Linked DNA regions of Danio rerio: region 2 is linked to region 1. A link is a contact called in public Hi-C data. All regions are on one chromosome and are shown on one strand. The core of a region is the stretch at or near the end of the contact, and the rest is flanking DNA. Distances in the headings are between cores, read along the strand shown. Region 1 holds the start of kat6b (K(lysine) acetyltransferase 6B). Region 2 holds the start of ap3m1 (adaptor related protein complex 3 subunit mu 1).

Region 1 (3,394 bases), core at 546-3,045:
CCCAGACCGAGAGCTAAAAGTCAGGCGAATATCAGAAGCATTCGGTTCTTATCTCGAGCATCGGCTTTCTAAACAGCCCCGGAGCTCAAGTCTAGCACGCTAGGCTAAAGCTGGCTAAATTAGGTTATGCTTTATGACTACTTCCGACAGATGACTATCTATAATTTATGATGACAAAGTCAACGCGTCAATTAACCCGCGGTCTCGCAAACCTTGTTTTCTGGATGCTTTAATACGGTGGACAGGTCAGGTGACTTCTCCGCTTTGCCCGGTCGCGTTACTAAACAGACGCCATTTTGTTACAATGTTGTAGTTTACATGAATCCGACATGACACTGATTACAACCCAATGGAGTCTCATTAAACCTTACCTTCACAAAGACGATCCCGCCCAAGAAACTTTAATATTGGTTAGAAAGGGCAAACACTTATCCCTGGTTTGATAACAAAAGTGTCAATCAGAAGCAAACAGTTCGGCCTCTCGAGGAATCGGTTGGCTTCATAATCTGTCAATAATCACTTGACCCGCCTCTTAAAGGCACAGCTCACCACAACTGAACATTCTGTCATCATTTACTCACTCGCACGCTTTTTTCCCTCTCCCCCAAACCAGCCTGACTTTCTTTTTATCCGCGAAGCAGCACAAGGGGAGATATTAAAGCAGAACGTGAGAAAAACTGACAGCCTCAGGTGTAATTCAACTGCTTATTATAAACACCATAAAAGTGAAGGCTGTCATTCAGCCTGTCGCCTCCTGTTTAGTCATACGCGTTATTACAACAAGAGGGCGAGTAAATGTCAGCATTTTCCTTTTGAGCTAAAACTACCTCTTTAAGGTGACAAACACTATTAGTGCGCACCGCTAATGCAATATTAGAGCTGCTATTCAATCCCCACTAAAACGACCAGGAGCCAGGAATATTTGCTTATCACGTAATTTAATGAGTTTAAAACTACTTGATGGCTCTTTAATGTAAGATCATCCGAAACCCGCTATACACCTTTAAGAAGGCTCCCCCTTATGAGCATCGCACTACACTGCAACATGAGCAGATCGACCTAGTCACACTTTTTGGAGAATAATGTAATGGTGAATAATTAGTCCAAGCGCTCGAGTTATCCGTGGCATTCCCCGTCCTGTGAGCACTGTAATCTAATATAATAATTAGTTCGCGCTTTACAAAGGGCTGTGAACTAGTACCGAGCGCGCGCTCATCCTTACGAAGATATAGCGTGCACGCAAATACACAACATTTATAAACCCTGCGAATGTCTAAGCGGATGATGATGGCATAGCATTTCACCGCGGTTATCCCGAAGCACAAAAAAAATAACTCTTGATTATTTATGTCTAACGCATGCAAAAATGCACTCATATTTCAAGAGCAAGCAACTGAGGACAGATAGCATCTGGAAAATTCCATTTATGCGGGTCAAGCAGTAGCTTGCGATACTTGCGCGGTTCGTGTAACCCAATAACCTTAATAGCCCGAATTAATTTCCCCGCTCGCGTCAAGTTACATCACTCACGACAAGTTCAACTTGAACGATTAAAACATGCCACCGATAACAAGCCACCGCCGAGATAAATGCCCCGACAGCGCTGGCAAAGCGAACATTTACCTTTAAGTTCCTCGCGCGATCTCTCCACGCTCCTCGTATAAGCAATAAAAAGAAACCGCGCTTATTTCTGAAGCTGATGATATATGCGTAAAGTAGCCTGATAAATCCAAGAAGGGTCCTGTTTGATTCGGAAGATGAACGCACGCGTAGGCAGAGGGAACCTGATAACAACTAATTGAAAGGTTAATCTACATAGGAGTCTGTGACAAAGTAGTACCCTCCCCTTTCGGCACTCCATCAGCCACAGAGGAGGACTAACTCGCTGTAACCGCTATGTGACATCACATCGCTCATTGGGAAACAATGTACATTGTTTCAGACTACATGGCATATGGGTGGGAAAAGAGGAGACAAAATGTGCCCTGTCTGTGAAGAGGAAAAGGAAACTTTTAATATCGCTCATTGGCATATAGATGTCAAAGTCAGCATGCGTTTATGCTTGCTATATTGCAAACGTACTATATGTGAGAAAAGATTATATGTGTCATGTTTTTAACAAGAAAAATTAAGTTTCATATAGTTCAAAAATAAAAAATATGTGGCTAATATAGTCACCCTCTAGCTATTTATTTATTTATGTATTTATTTATTCATTCATTTATTTATTTAGGTAAGCTTGTTTTTTAGTCTATAAAAATGCAAGTCAGTGAAACTTCTAGTTTAAAAAAAGCATACACATAACCAAAAATAGGAACACTACTAAATGAGTCATGAAACCTTTATAATCATGACATGACACGTCATGAATGCCAGATTTTATGCATGCTTATGACAACTGTTATTAAATGACATTTGCTCAGTTATGCCATTTAATGACAAGTTTTGTTGTCTTGATAATGTCAAGTTGTCATGACAAATACACAAACAGTTTGTGATGTATTTATGTCAAGTTGTTATAACAAACAATGTCATATTTGCATTTAAAATGTTATAACTGAGCAAATGAAACTTAATGACAATTTTTATAAGCTAAAATCCCATTATATGATTATAAAGGTGTAATGATAGTCTTATGAACACCCCTTCAAGTAAAGTGTCACCCCAAAAGTTAATATGGATTCTGACATTACTTTAAAGTTCTTAACAATTGCTGCGCACCGCGAATGCAGTGTTATATCTCCTATTTAATCCCCAATAAATGACCAGGAGCCAGGAATTTTTGCTCATCACGTAATCTAATGAGTTTAAAACTACTTGATGGCCCTTTAATGTAAGATCACCCAAAACCCGCTCTACACCTTTAAGAAGGCTCCCCCTTATAAGCCACTTTACTTGAATGAGTCATGAAACATTTATAACCATGATATGTCACATCATGCATGCCAGATTTCATGCATGCTTATGACAACTGTTATGACATTTGCTCAGTTATGCTTTTTTTTGACAAGTTTTGTTGTCTTGATAATATCACGCTGTCATGACAAATACACAAACAGGTTGCAAAGTATTTATGTCAAGTTGTTATGACAAATAATGTCATATTTGCATTTACAATGTCACAACTGAGCAAATGAAACTTAATGACAGTTGTTATAAGCTAAAATCCCATTATATGATTATAAAGGTGTAATGATAGTCTTATGAACACCCGTTCAAGTAAAGTGTCACCCCAAAAGTTAATATGGATTCTGACATTACTTTAAAGTTCTTAATAATTGCTGCGCACCGCTAATGCAATGTTATAGCTGCTATTCAATCCCCAATAAACGACCAGGAGCCAGGAGTTTTTGCTCATCACGTAATCTAATGAGTTTAAAACTACTTGATGGCT
Region 2 (3,652 bases), core at 254-2,753, 290 kb after region 1:
TGCAATATACACATGCACTTTCATTAATGTTGTGATAACGTGCAGCAGGAAGACTTTTTGTGCAGCAGTGCTCGACTGCACAACAAAAGACACGTGGAGCCAGAGGGACGGACTCCAGTGGTCAATATAAATCACTCAAGGACAACGGGTGATCAAAAGCATGAAGCATACATGCACTCGGTCATGTGGAAGTAACGTTAAAGTGACTGTAAAACTTTTTATATTGTTCACTAATGATAAAAAAGCCTCGATCACGAGTCTGCGATTTACGCCTTGCAGGAAATGCATGAGCTGCATTCATCGGCATTGGTCAGAGGTAATGAGAAAATACCCGATACATTCCTCTCCGGTGCAACAACAATACGCTTTTGAGGAAAATCACTGAGTTGACAGCACATGGACTTTATGTGACAAGCATCAAGACCTCTGACCCAAAAGCGCTCGCAAGCAAACCGCCCTGTGTTTAATAAAAGCACCAACACACTTCTGACTCGGTTGATCTACAATGCTCAACCGATGCTTGTGTTTACTGTACCTGAGCTTTTTTTCCTCGAGTTTAATCCTCTTTGCTTTAGGTTCATCGGACGCCATGCTGTACAGTGATAGTGCTCAATCAAATACGCTCCTGGCACCTTGTTGAGCGAATGAAGCATCTGGCGGTGAGGGTGGTGGATGCTGTTCATTTGAGTCGAATCTTTTCAGTGAGTCGATTCGTGTAACTGTTCATAACTATTCGTTCGTGGAGCTAAAACGGTCCGAGCACTTCTCACAAATTTACCGAACGAATATTTATCTTTTCTGATGACTATCAGCTTCAAAATGAACTGATAAAAATTATTTTGAATAAACAATTCTCTGTTCACAGAGTCAGCAAATATGTGTTCAGTGAATCACAATAAAAAAACAAATACAACATGGCATACAGTTAAATATATATATATATATATATATATATATATATATATATATATATATATATATATATATATATATATATAAAATCATTCAATAGCCGAAATGTTTCGAAATGTTTATGCTAAATATAGTGTGTAAACTGCAATAAAAAGCACGAAATTACGATAAACCTTAATTTTAATACGCTTATATTTGAAATACAGTGAATAAACTAAAAAAACAACATGCCGAGCCACGTGATCCTGTGAAGAACCAGCAAATCTGTTCACTTTCTATAAAGATCTGTTCAAAGGAACCGATTAGAAAGGAATCTAATTGTGGAGGGAAAATTCACTACAGAGTGTCATAGCTGTCCCTGTGTTTTGCCAGAACAGAGAAATACATTCCTGTTATAAATTAAGTAAATCTAAACACGTGCTTTGCAGAAGTATTTTACGAAATCTTTTATCTAACCCTTAAACCACATTGCTCATTTGTTTGTGTTTTTAAAGTACTTTAAATTAAACTCGCTGCAGGCGTAGATTTGGACGCATCGACTGGGAAGGAGGAGTGACACATCTGCCACATTTGCAAGAGGGGGATATCGCATGAAAACATTGATCAAGACAGCTGTCTGCAGGTAAGTTTTGTTTAAAGTAAGTGTCGATATGTGTTGTACTTACGGGCTTTTGACTGTCTGCGTCTGTTCGCTTGAAAATGATTACTTCAAAACATAAACGGTAAACACGGGCTGTCCTGCACTACTTCTTTCAGGAAACACAACTTTTATACTTTTGTTTTTAATATTGTCTTAGGCATTAATAGTTTTGTTAGCCATCACACCACATTGACTGCCATAACCTTTTAAACTTTATTATATTCTACAAATTTGTTTGCAAACAGCGAAAGTAGATAACTTTTGATGCGTGTCATTTTTTTAGGTTTACAAGTTTACTTTTACTTAAAGATGACTGGTTTGGGTCACATTAACTTGTTTTTTTATTTTTTTTATTTTGTGTCATGATAAAGTTTTACATAAATCAAACTTAAAATGTACTTCAGTCTATAAAAACAAGTTTTATGAATTGCATTTAGACCAAACTGTAGGTGTTTCATTTTAAGCAAATATTTATGAGATGATAAAGCAGGGAACGCTGTATTTTCATAAATATATTTTAAAAATCGAATTTATTATTAATATATTTACAGTGTTGTCCATTGTAATACACAAATATATTCATTCATTCATTTTCTTTTCCACTTAATTCCTTTATGTATCTGGGGTTGCCACAGCGGAATGAACCGCCAACTTATCCAGCATATGTTTTCCACAGCCGATGCCCTTCCAGTTGCAACCCAACATAGAAAAAACAAATATATTAGCAATAGAAATAGTACAAATAGAAAGCTCTCTGTATTATATATTCATCCTCCTATTTTCTTTAACTTTTTCTTAACTCTGTTTTAGTCATGCCTTTCTAATCACTTTTAATTACTTTATAAGCAATTCCAGCGTTATGGATGTGACATTTGCAGTATAAATTGAAAACAAAGTATATGTTGACATTATATTGAAACATCTGTTTATATTTTCCAAAACAACTACCCACAGAGTTATGTGAGCAGAACAATATCTGTGAAGATTTTTTAGATTTTAAATGAGGAAAATAAACGTGTTATGGATGTGACAAAAAGGTTAGCAAGGTTACAGTATACAATATACTTTCACCAAATCCGTCAATTAAACTGCACAACCAAAAATAAATAATGCTTATCAAAAGGATAAGAGATTTTGTTTTATTTGACATTTTGTGCATTTATGAGGAAAAAAAGCTTTGTGGATGTGACGTCTCTTCGTTATGAATGTGACAGATGTGAAGTTGGCACTTGTATTTATGACTTTGGTAAATCAAATATAATTTTTTGAAAACATTGACAGTGACATTTTGAGTTTTCTTTTACGTACTGTAAAATACTTGATGCTTAAGACAAAATGCTATTTTGGTGAAAAATTTTTTTCATGGCAAGGTTGACATTTGTGTGGAATTGCTCATTCTGTGTGTGTTATACAGTCTGGAAGGATGGATGAATGAATGGATAGATTGAAGATTCACATTAGCGCTGCACAATATATTGTTTCAGTATCAATATTGCGGTGTGTGTGAATCAGTTATAGTCACATTGCCGAATCTGCAATGTCAAGTTGGGATTATAGTTTATTAACATCACAGTCAATGCAAAGTTTAACTCTAAAATACAGTGAAAGATTTTAATTTGGATGTGTTTTTAAGACCTGTGACTGTGTACGATTTACAAAAACCTAAACCAAGAGGTTATCAAGGTATATAAACCAAAATTAATTGTATGAAGATATATACGGTGCTATTTTAAATATTACCAAACAATTTCGTGTACCTCAATACTGTTAGATTCCACAGAAAACTATAAAATGAATGTGTATTTGTTCAATATAAAATGTAAAAATGTGAAGTCATTCTAAATGCAGTTATACGTGATCTTGTGAACATATATTCATAATGAAATAAATATTGCAGACAAACTAAATATTGCAAAATCAGTTTTTGACCAAAATCGTGCAGCCCCAATTCACATATTGTTATCATGGTATATGAATATAAGGGTTATTCATTCATTTTCTTTTTGGTTTAGTCCCTTTATTAATCAGGAGTCGTCACAGCTTAATTGACCCTTATTTTCTCAAAATGCTTTATTTTCTCTTTTTTATTCAATTTAAACA

Evidence for each region. A called contact is a pair of places that touch in the nucleus more often than the background predicts.
Region 2: a contact with region 1 is called in a Hi-C map of an unstated tissue, with 2.5 times the contacts expected there. The contact joins the promoter of ap3m1 here to the promoter of kat6b in region 1. A contact is called at or near these places in 2 of 18 Hi-C or Micro-C datasets (embryo and an unstated tissue) and 1 of 4 datasets of contacts at active chromatin or transcription factors (caudal fin).

The regions. Positions count from the first base shown.
Region 1 is chr13:28,124,599-28,127,992 of GRCz12tu, forward strand. kat6b (K(lysine) acetyltransferase 6B) reads right to left here and starts at 1,796. Exons shown (of 17, transcript XM_692291.9): 1 at 1,624-1,796.
Region 2 is chr13:28,416,302-28,419,953 of GRCz12tu, forward strand. ap3m1 (adaptor related protein complex 3 subunit mu 1) reads left to right here and starts at 1,504. Exons shown (of 9, transcript NM_201292.1): 1 at 1,504-1,534. adka (adenosine kinase a) reads right to left here and starts at 700. Exons shown (of 11, transcript NM_212791.2): 1 at 536-700. The coding sequence starts at 591.